Linked DNA regions of Mus musculus: region 1 is linked to region 2. The links are chromatin contacts, called in public promoter capture Hi-C maps. All regions are on one chromosome and are shown on one strand. Each heading gives the region's core, a stretch centred on a gene start, on an enhancer-like site or on the middle of the called end of the contact. The rest is flanking DNA. Distances are from core to core; before and after follow the strand shown.

What was found. Promoter capture Hi-C pulls out the DNA fragments that hold promoters and counts their contacts.
Region 1: a contact with region 2 is called in a promoter capture Hi-C map of embryonic stem cells, with 5 times the contacts expected there. The contact joins the promoter of Ppp2ca here to the promoter of Platr20 in region 2. A contact is called at or near these places in 1 of 39 promoter capture datasets (embryonic stem cells) and 1 of 115 datasets of contacts at active chromatin or transcription factors (bone marrow-derived macrophages).

What each region holds. Positions count from the first base shown.
Region 1 is chr11:52,096,354-52,100,138 of GRCm38.p6, reverse strand. It overlaps Ppp2ca (protein phosphatase 2 (formerly 2A), catalytic subunit, alpha isoform), which reads right to left and starts at 1,315. Exons shown (of 7, transcript NM_019411.4): 1 at 989-1,315. The coding sequence starts at 1,090.
Region 2 is chr11:51,218,651-51,222,184 of GRCm38.p6, reverse strand. It overlaps Platr20 (pluripotency associated transcript 20), which reads left to right and starts at 1,767. Exons shown (of 5, transcript NR_110444.1): 1 at 1,767-1,817; 2 at 2,632-2,727. Gm12569 (predicted gene 12569) reads right to left here and starts at 1,614. Exons shown (of 6, transcript NM_001378502.1): 1 at 1,543-1,614.

The DNA of each region.
Region 1 (3,785 bases), core at 66-2,565, 880 kb before region 2:
TGAACAACTTGCTTCCCCAATTCTTGGAGAAAACCAATGGAATGAGATAACCTGAGATACCGAGTTATCACTTCAAGGAGTGGACTCAGTTCCATGTCTGAAATAGAGAAATCGGTCAACACGGGGATTTCTACTGCTGATTGTAGCCACAAAAATACAATCCAAGAAACTTTTGCAACCAGAGAGGATAAAAAATTTGACTCTCTTCCCGTTTATGTTGCTCATTCAAAAATAAATGGCTCCACGCCAAGTACGTTACACACAGAAGGGTTTCACACTACCCAATTTGAGTCAGCATATACATCATAAATTAATGTGACACTGTATTTCCAATCCCAAAGCTCTTCGTTGTAGTATGACTCACCAAATCCTCCATTTGTCCAACTAAGAAAACTTTATATTCCTCCCTTCAAACTACCACTATGACCTTCGTAGGAACTGGGTTAGCGACTCCCTTCATAATCGTTAAACACACACTTTAAACAGGGCTCCGGGGAAGCCGAGGCGTGGAGACCGACAGGAAAGCGAGGTGACCTTTCCATAGGCGCTGGGGTCTGGCCTACAAGCCCTGCTGTGGGGGACCCTGTGGGCAGCGCCCGCTCCACGAAGCAAGCCCGAGTGCAAGCGCAATGCTTTGACTCCATGAGTCCGGAACCCGTTCCCGGGCGCAAAGCCCAGCCAGTCCCTCGCCGGGCCACCGAGGGTCCCGGCCGCCCCACTTCCCAGGGTCGGGCCGGGTTCGGCCCGGAGGCTCCGAAGCCCGGAGTCCGGCGCGCGGCGCCATTTTAGGCCGCGGTGGCGGCGCCATCCAATCAGCGCGCGGGAGGCGGGGGGCGCCGGGTCCCTCGCGAGTCGCCGCAGGCAGCGCCGGGCGCCGGGCTGCTAGGTTCGGGGGTCTGGCCTCCGTGCCGCCATGTTGCACCGTCCCCGCGGCCTCCTGATAGGCGGGCCCGGGCAGAGGCCGCACCCGCGGCCGAGAGCAGCTCACCTTCTCGCAGAGGCTCTTGACCTGGGACTCGGAGAGCTGCTTGCACTCGTTCAGCTGCTCGATCCACTGGTCCAGCTCCTTGGTGAACAACTTCTCGTCCATGATGCCGCCCGCCCGAACCGGCTGCCGCTCCGCGCTGCTCCCGCGCCGCCGCCCGCACCCGGGCCACACGCACACGCCGCCGCCGCTCTCCCGGGGTGCTTTCTGCGGCCCCAGGCGGCTGCTGGGCGCTGGCGCCGGCCCGCTGGCTCGCTCCGCAGTGCTCGGCCGCCGGCCGCTGTGCCTCCTCCTCCGCTCGCCCTAGCTCGGGACTCGGCTTTCTGTAATGGCGGCCGCCCGGCGTGGTGACGTCACGCCAGCGTCAGGGAGCCGCGGGGAGGGCGACGGAGTGGGGCCGGGACCCAGAGCTGCGCACCGTGGAGCCGGGGCGCAAGCGCAGCGGAGTTGGCTGCCGAAGGAAGTGGCTTCGCTCTTGGGGCGTGGTCCTCCCGCTGGGAGGGCGGCGGGGGAAGGGAAGAAGCGAGTCCGAGCAAGCGCAGTGCTGGTTAATCCTGGCGTCCCAGGCTCCGCAGGGCGCCTGCGCGGTCTCGGCGCATGAGCAGTCCGTGTAGGCGAGGTTTTTATTCCTTGTGACCTGGTGTTTCTGGAAGGCCTCTGGGTGATACCTCTCAGATGTGGTCTGGGCTCTGCCAGCCTGATGACTAAAGGCAACCCTAAGGCGCTTAGTCCAGCAGCCCTGGGAACCACAAGGGAGTCACACACCTTTGGGGACAAGCCTAGTGGCAGGTTGCCTGGAGTGACCTTCCCCACCTCTGGCCGTTGCAGGCTCCTATAATTAGGTCATTCGTGGGCGAAGGAAGGTGTACCTGCTGGGATGTGTCGCCCGCGCACCTTACACCCCCAGCACACACCTGTCCCTGCACGAAGGCGGGGCCGAAGTGGGCCTTCGATCCTGGCCTCTTCCTAAGCCTTGCTTCCTCTCCTGTGGCCTTCAACACCTCTGGTGTGCACTTTTCTCCGAGACCTGTGCCCACTGGAAATAATCTTGTCCTACATTCTAGAGGAACAAGCCAGGGCTGTGTTCTGGTACTGGTAGAAGCAGCTACCGTGTGTTCTGTAAAGGAAGCTGATATTCTTAAGGATCAGCCTTCGACCTGGTTATAAATCTCTTCTGAGGCTTGTGAAACGTGTTCACATTGCACTGTCTGCATTCACAGAGATACTTGGCTCTACAGAGCATCAACTGTTGACCAGATCCCATGCTTAGGGGACAAAGGGGTCATGCAGACAGAAAGGGGCTACTGCCCTGGTGGAGCTTGAATGTTCCTGGCTGGAAATGAATGGAATGGATGGAAGTCATACACTGCTCCCCTCCAGAGTCTGGGAGAGAAGCCAAAGGATGGTTATCCATGAAGGTCAAGGCAAGAGCTGACCTAGCTATACTGTGGGGAACAGTCAAGCCTGTCACACACCGGAGAAGACACAGCTCAGAGCATCAGAAGACACCCTGACCCACAAGCTACAAGAGGACCTCAGTGGCCCCATCCACAAATGGCAGGGATGAAAATCCTCCTTTATCAAGGACAACCTGCTTGGCCAGGGGAACTGGCTTGACCAATTCTGCTTTCTCTAGTGGGTACCTCCCACTAGAGTTCCCGAAGAAAGTACCTGAGATCTACTCTTCTAGACGCCTCCATACATACTTGTTCTGCCAGTCCTTTCAGCTCAAATTCTGACTCTGGTTTGCAGTGAATAGCCCCCCAAAACAAACAGGAGTAAGAGTTAAGGCTACGTGAGATGACTAAATAAAGACTGTTTGGTGCCCATAGTTATAAAGCCATGTTCACTGTGCTGTCTTGTCTTATTCTTCTCCATTGCCCTGTACTCAGCAAGAACTGGTCCTGTCTTGAAGGGCAGGAAGTAGGCGGGCACACACAAAAGGGGAGGGGCTTCTTCAAGATAGTGGTCAAGACTGAGAACTTCATACTGCCAAGGTCTCAGCCAGAGTCATACAGCTACTAAACCACAGAAAGGACCAATACTCATCCCTTTGACTGCCTTTTTTCACCTGCAAAGACAATGATGATGCTAGTCTGGCAGATTGAAAAGTACTAAACGCCCACTATATATGCCAAGGTTATATAATGAAGGTTCTTCTAAAGTACTCTAGCTAGGCACTCCTTGCTGGTAGCGTTAATGTGTTATTTATTTTCTCCTGATGCAGGTTACTTGGCTCACCACCCTCACAAAATGGAGGAAAGATAGAATTACATGTACTTAAACATCCTGCCAAATAATTAGATGCTGCAACTTAACTTCTTAAGGAATGACTTCTAGGAAGCTCTCATTAGCATTCAGGCAGTGGAGTAAGGCATACCCGATCATAAACAATACAGAACTATGCTAATCAGAGTGTCTTTACCCTTACTGGAAACCAAGAATGCTCTCATACTCTGTAGAACTTCCAATATAATAAAAGGATCTGAAAGTTGGGCCTTAACTAATTTGACCCAGCTTACTCAATTTGACAGCTGATGAATACTGAGAACAAAAATTTTTAAATGGCTGGGAGTGATATCTCATGTTGGTAATGGCAGCACTAAGGTGAGGCAGGAGAATTGCTTCCATCTCAAGAGCAGCCTGGACCACAGAATGAGTCTAAGACAAAAGGAGTTAGGTTTAAAACCCTGTCTTGAAAGCCAAAAGATAACTTAAAGAGAAAAAGAATTATCCTTTTAACTTCTGGACAAACCCGAAAGGATCCTTAAGACAACTTTGAGTACCATTGCTTAGATGA
Region 2 (3,534 bases), core at 518-3,017:
AAGGGAGGGGACCTGCGTAGGGTGAGATGGTCACCTAGAAAGGTGGTTAGGGGGCTGACTTTTCATCTCTCTGCTAGTCTTCTGTTGTGGAGGCTCCATTTCTAGAACGGCAACCTTTAGTGCCAGGAGAGCCATTCAATCTCATCTCCACTCTCTCTTCTGTGATCAGAGAATTTCTGTTAACTGTGCTCATGGTTTCTGGATAAACTGAAGACATGACTGCTCATGGTATGCTCAACCAGGGATTTTTCTTGTTGTAAATATGAGAGAGAGAAAACAGCCAGGGGCACCTGTGAGAGCCCAGAGCAGAGAGAATAGAGCAGATCGAGCATGTTCAGCAGACTAGATCTGGCTAGGAGAAAAACAGAGAGGAGATGAGAACCAGAGAGTGGAGCCCGGAGAGAGGGGGAACTCAGGAGAGCAGTGGAGGAGAGGGAAGAGCAGGAGGAAGGGAGAGAGGGAAGCCAAGGGCCGAAGGCATTAAGTAGCAGGATTATAAAGAGAATGAGGATCTGGACGGAACTAATCCCGCGAGTTGGGTTCTTCTTCTTTTCATTAAAAATAGATTCTTCTCTCATACACTATATCCCACCAACATTTCTCTTCCCACCATGCCTACCATCTACCCCACTCCCCTCCCCTCTGGATCCACTCCCCCTCAACATCCCTTCTTAAAAGAGCAGGCTTCCAAGAGACCACAACCAATTGTACACACAAAAAGAAAATACCATAGGACAAAGAAAAAGCCCTCAACCGAGTCTAGACAAGGCAACCTAAGAGGGGAAAAATAAATTGTCCTAAGTGCAGTCCAAAGTGTCAAAGACACACCCACTCCCACAGTTAGGAGTTCCACAAGAACAACAAGCTAACCGCCACAACATATATGCAGAGGACCGGATACAGATTTCTGTAGGTCCGGTGCTTGCTTTAGTTTCTGTAAACCATATGTGTCCTGCTTAGTTGATTTGGTGGGTCATATTCTCCTGGTGTCCTTTAGCCCCTCTGACTCCCAAGGTCTTTCCGCCACCTCTTACATGGAATTTCCGGAGCTCCGGCGGACTCCAGTTTAGACTCTCTCCACATAAAGTCTTAACTGTGGATCTCTGCATTTGCTCCCATGTACTGCTGGAGGAAGCCTCTCTGATGACAACGGGACAAGTCACTAATCTCTAATCACAGTAAAATATCATTAGGAATCATTTTTTAAAAAAAGACTAGTCGTGTTTGGTTCTACTCTAGATCTCTGGACTATTCAGTTTCCATTTTCTGGCCTTCCAAGAAGTGTCAGGCAAGGGCGCCCGCCCGCTCACGGAGTAGGTAAGCCTCAAGTTAAATCAGACATTGCTTTCTACTCTCACAAATTCAGTACCGCCATTACCCCAGCACATCTTGCAAGCAGGACACATTGTAGGTCAGAGGTTTTGTGGCGGGGCTGGCTTATTTAAGATATGGGATGAGACAGGGTCTCACCTCATAATCCTGGCTGTCCTAGATCTCGCTATGTAGACCAAGTTGGCGGGCAACTCACAGAGATTCACCTACCTCTGTCACAGGAGTGCCCGGATTAAAGGCATGCACCACCCTGTCTTGTTGGAGTGTTGTTTTGTACACTGTGTGAAGATGTGTCTCTGTCCTTCCTTGCCTGCCTAAGGCACCTTCCGATTGGTTAAAATAAAAAGCCTATGGCCTATAGCAAAAGGCAGACTAAGAATAGTAAGGTGGGACTTCCGGACAGAGAGGGGAACTCTGGGAAAGAGAGACGGGCGGGAGATTTGCTACTGTGATGCGGAGAAAGTTGGACGTATGTAACCGAGGAGGTAACTAGGCAGAACTTAGTATAAATGGGCTAATGGAGTTACGAGCTAGTTAGGAGCAAGCCTAAGCTAAGACCAAAAGTATTGTAAGTAAATATGAGCCTTTATGCCATTATTTGGGAACTGAGGTGGACATAGAGAAAGACCCACAGTTGCGTTTGGTGCTCAATGTGCGGAAGAAAATCCAAGCTTAGAGCCTGGGGAAAGTCCTGGGTGAAGGCGGCTTCCTAGCCAAAGAGCAGGGAAGAAGCAGGAGACCGCCAGAGGCCGAGTGCTTCTTTAAGAAGCCCTCACTGAGCAGAAAAACCAGATCCACTATCAGAGCCTCGGGGCAGAGAAGGTCAGAGCAGCTTTAGACAGACACCTGGGAGCCAGGCCACTCGGGGTGCATGCACATACTTAGCCACACTTAGCACACCACAGCCACCACCCACCCCATCCCCAAGGCACAGCCACACGCACAATCTGACTATGTTGCGTGGCAGGCTTCGTCTCTGCTCATAGCTTCAACAGTGGAAAGGCTGAAGTCAGCCCACACTACTCCAGTGAGAGTCTTGGTGCTAACAGAGGTCTGAGCAAGCAGCCCCGGGGGCTTACACATGTGGGCCCAGGACAGGCAGGCACCCCATCCTACACACTCTGTGAGCTACTGGCAAAGCGAACAGATCAGGTCCCTGCACTCCAAAGCCCAGAAGCCTCGGCTCTTCCAGTAAACTGTTAGACTGAGCTGAACAGGGGGTCCAACTATTCCTTGTGGGCTTAAGGGCTGGGGCGGGGCCAACAGCGGGCTTGACTGGGAGCTGAATGTCTGGAACAGGGTTACCCTCAGTGGGAGGTGCAAGCCGCCGAACAGCTCAACAGAGACAACACGCGGAAGATACCTATCTAAGCCCAGACAGAAGCCCTTGAACAGGTAAAAAAAATATTTGGAATTATGCTTCAGTGCTAAAGAAAGAAAAGAAAAAAATAATTTAAAAATTAATAAAATAAAATCTCTTTGGGAAGGAGAGAGTTAGAGATTGAAAAAGAAAAAAATTCTGTGTTAAGAAATGGAAAACACAACAACACAGGGCATCTGGATTCCATATAATTTTGATACGATCATCAGCATACAAATAATTACACTTTCAGTAATGATGGCAATTTTAGATATCCTGTTTAAGAGAGATGAAAATAAAGCAGACTTAGAGAAGGAAAGACTGAAAAATTAAAGGCTGGAATGGAGGTAATAGGAAAGAGATTGGGAAATTCCGATTCGAAATAAATGATCTTCAGAGGTAGCCAGACCAAAGCCTAGAGCCACCTTGTAACTCTAGCCCTGTTCCAGACATTCAGCTAGCTAGTCAAATTTAATGGCAGCCTATTAAATTTCTAGATAAAGAGACTTATGCCGAGTTAAGAATATAGATCTGTTTAATGATGCCATACTATAGATTATATGTTTCAGTTTGTAGAGTTTGAAGAATTACAGTATATACATATGTTAATGCATCATACAATTGATGCACACTCAGGATTTCCATATGCTTTTGCCTTAAATTCTGAGAGAAATGATTCTGAGAGTGCACATTTATTAGAGATGGTGGCCATCTTGGAAATGCCTTTACAGACTGAAGCTGATGATGCTACTGTCTATGTAGCTATTAGAATACAGCCATATTGTAGACATTATCACACAGAGCATGTCACAGGTGTATCTTACATTGCTATAGGTCAGTCA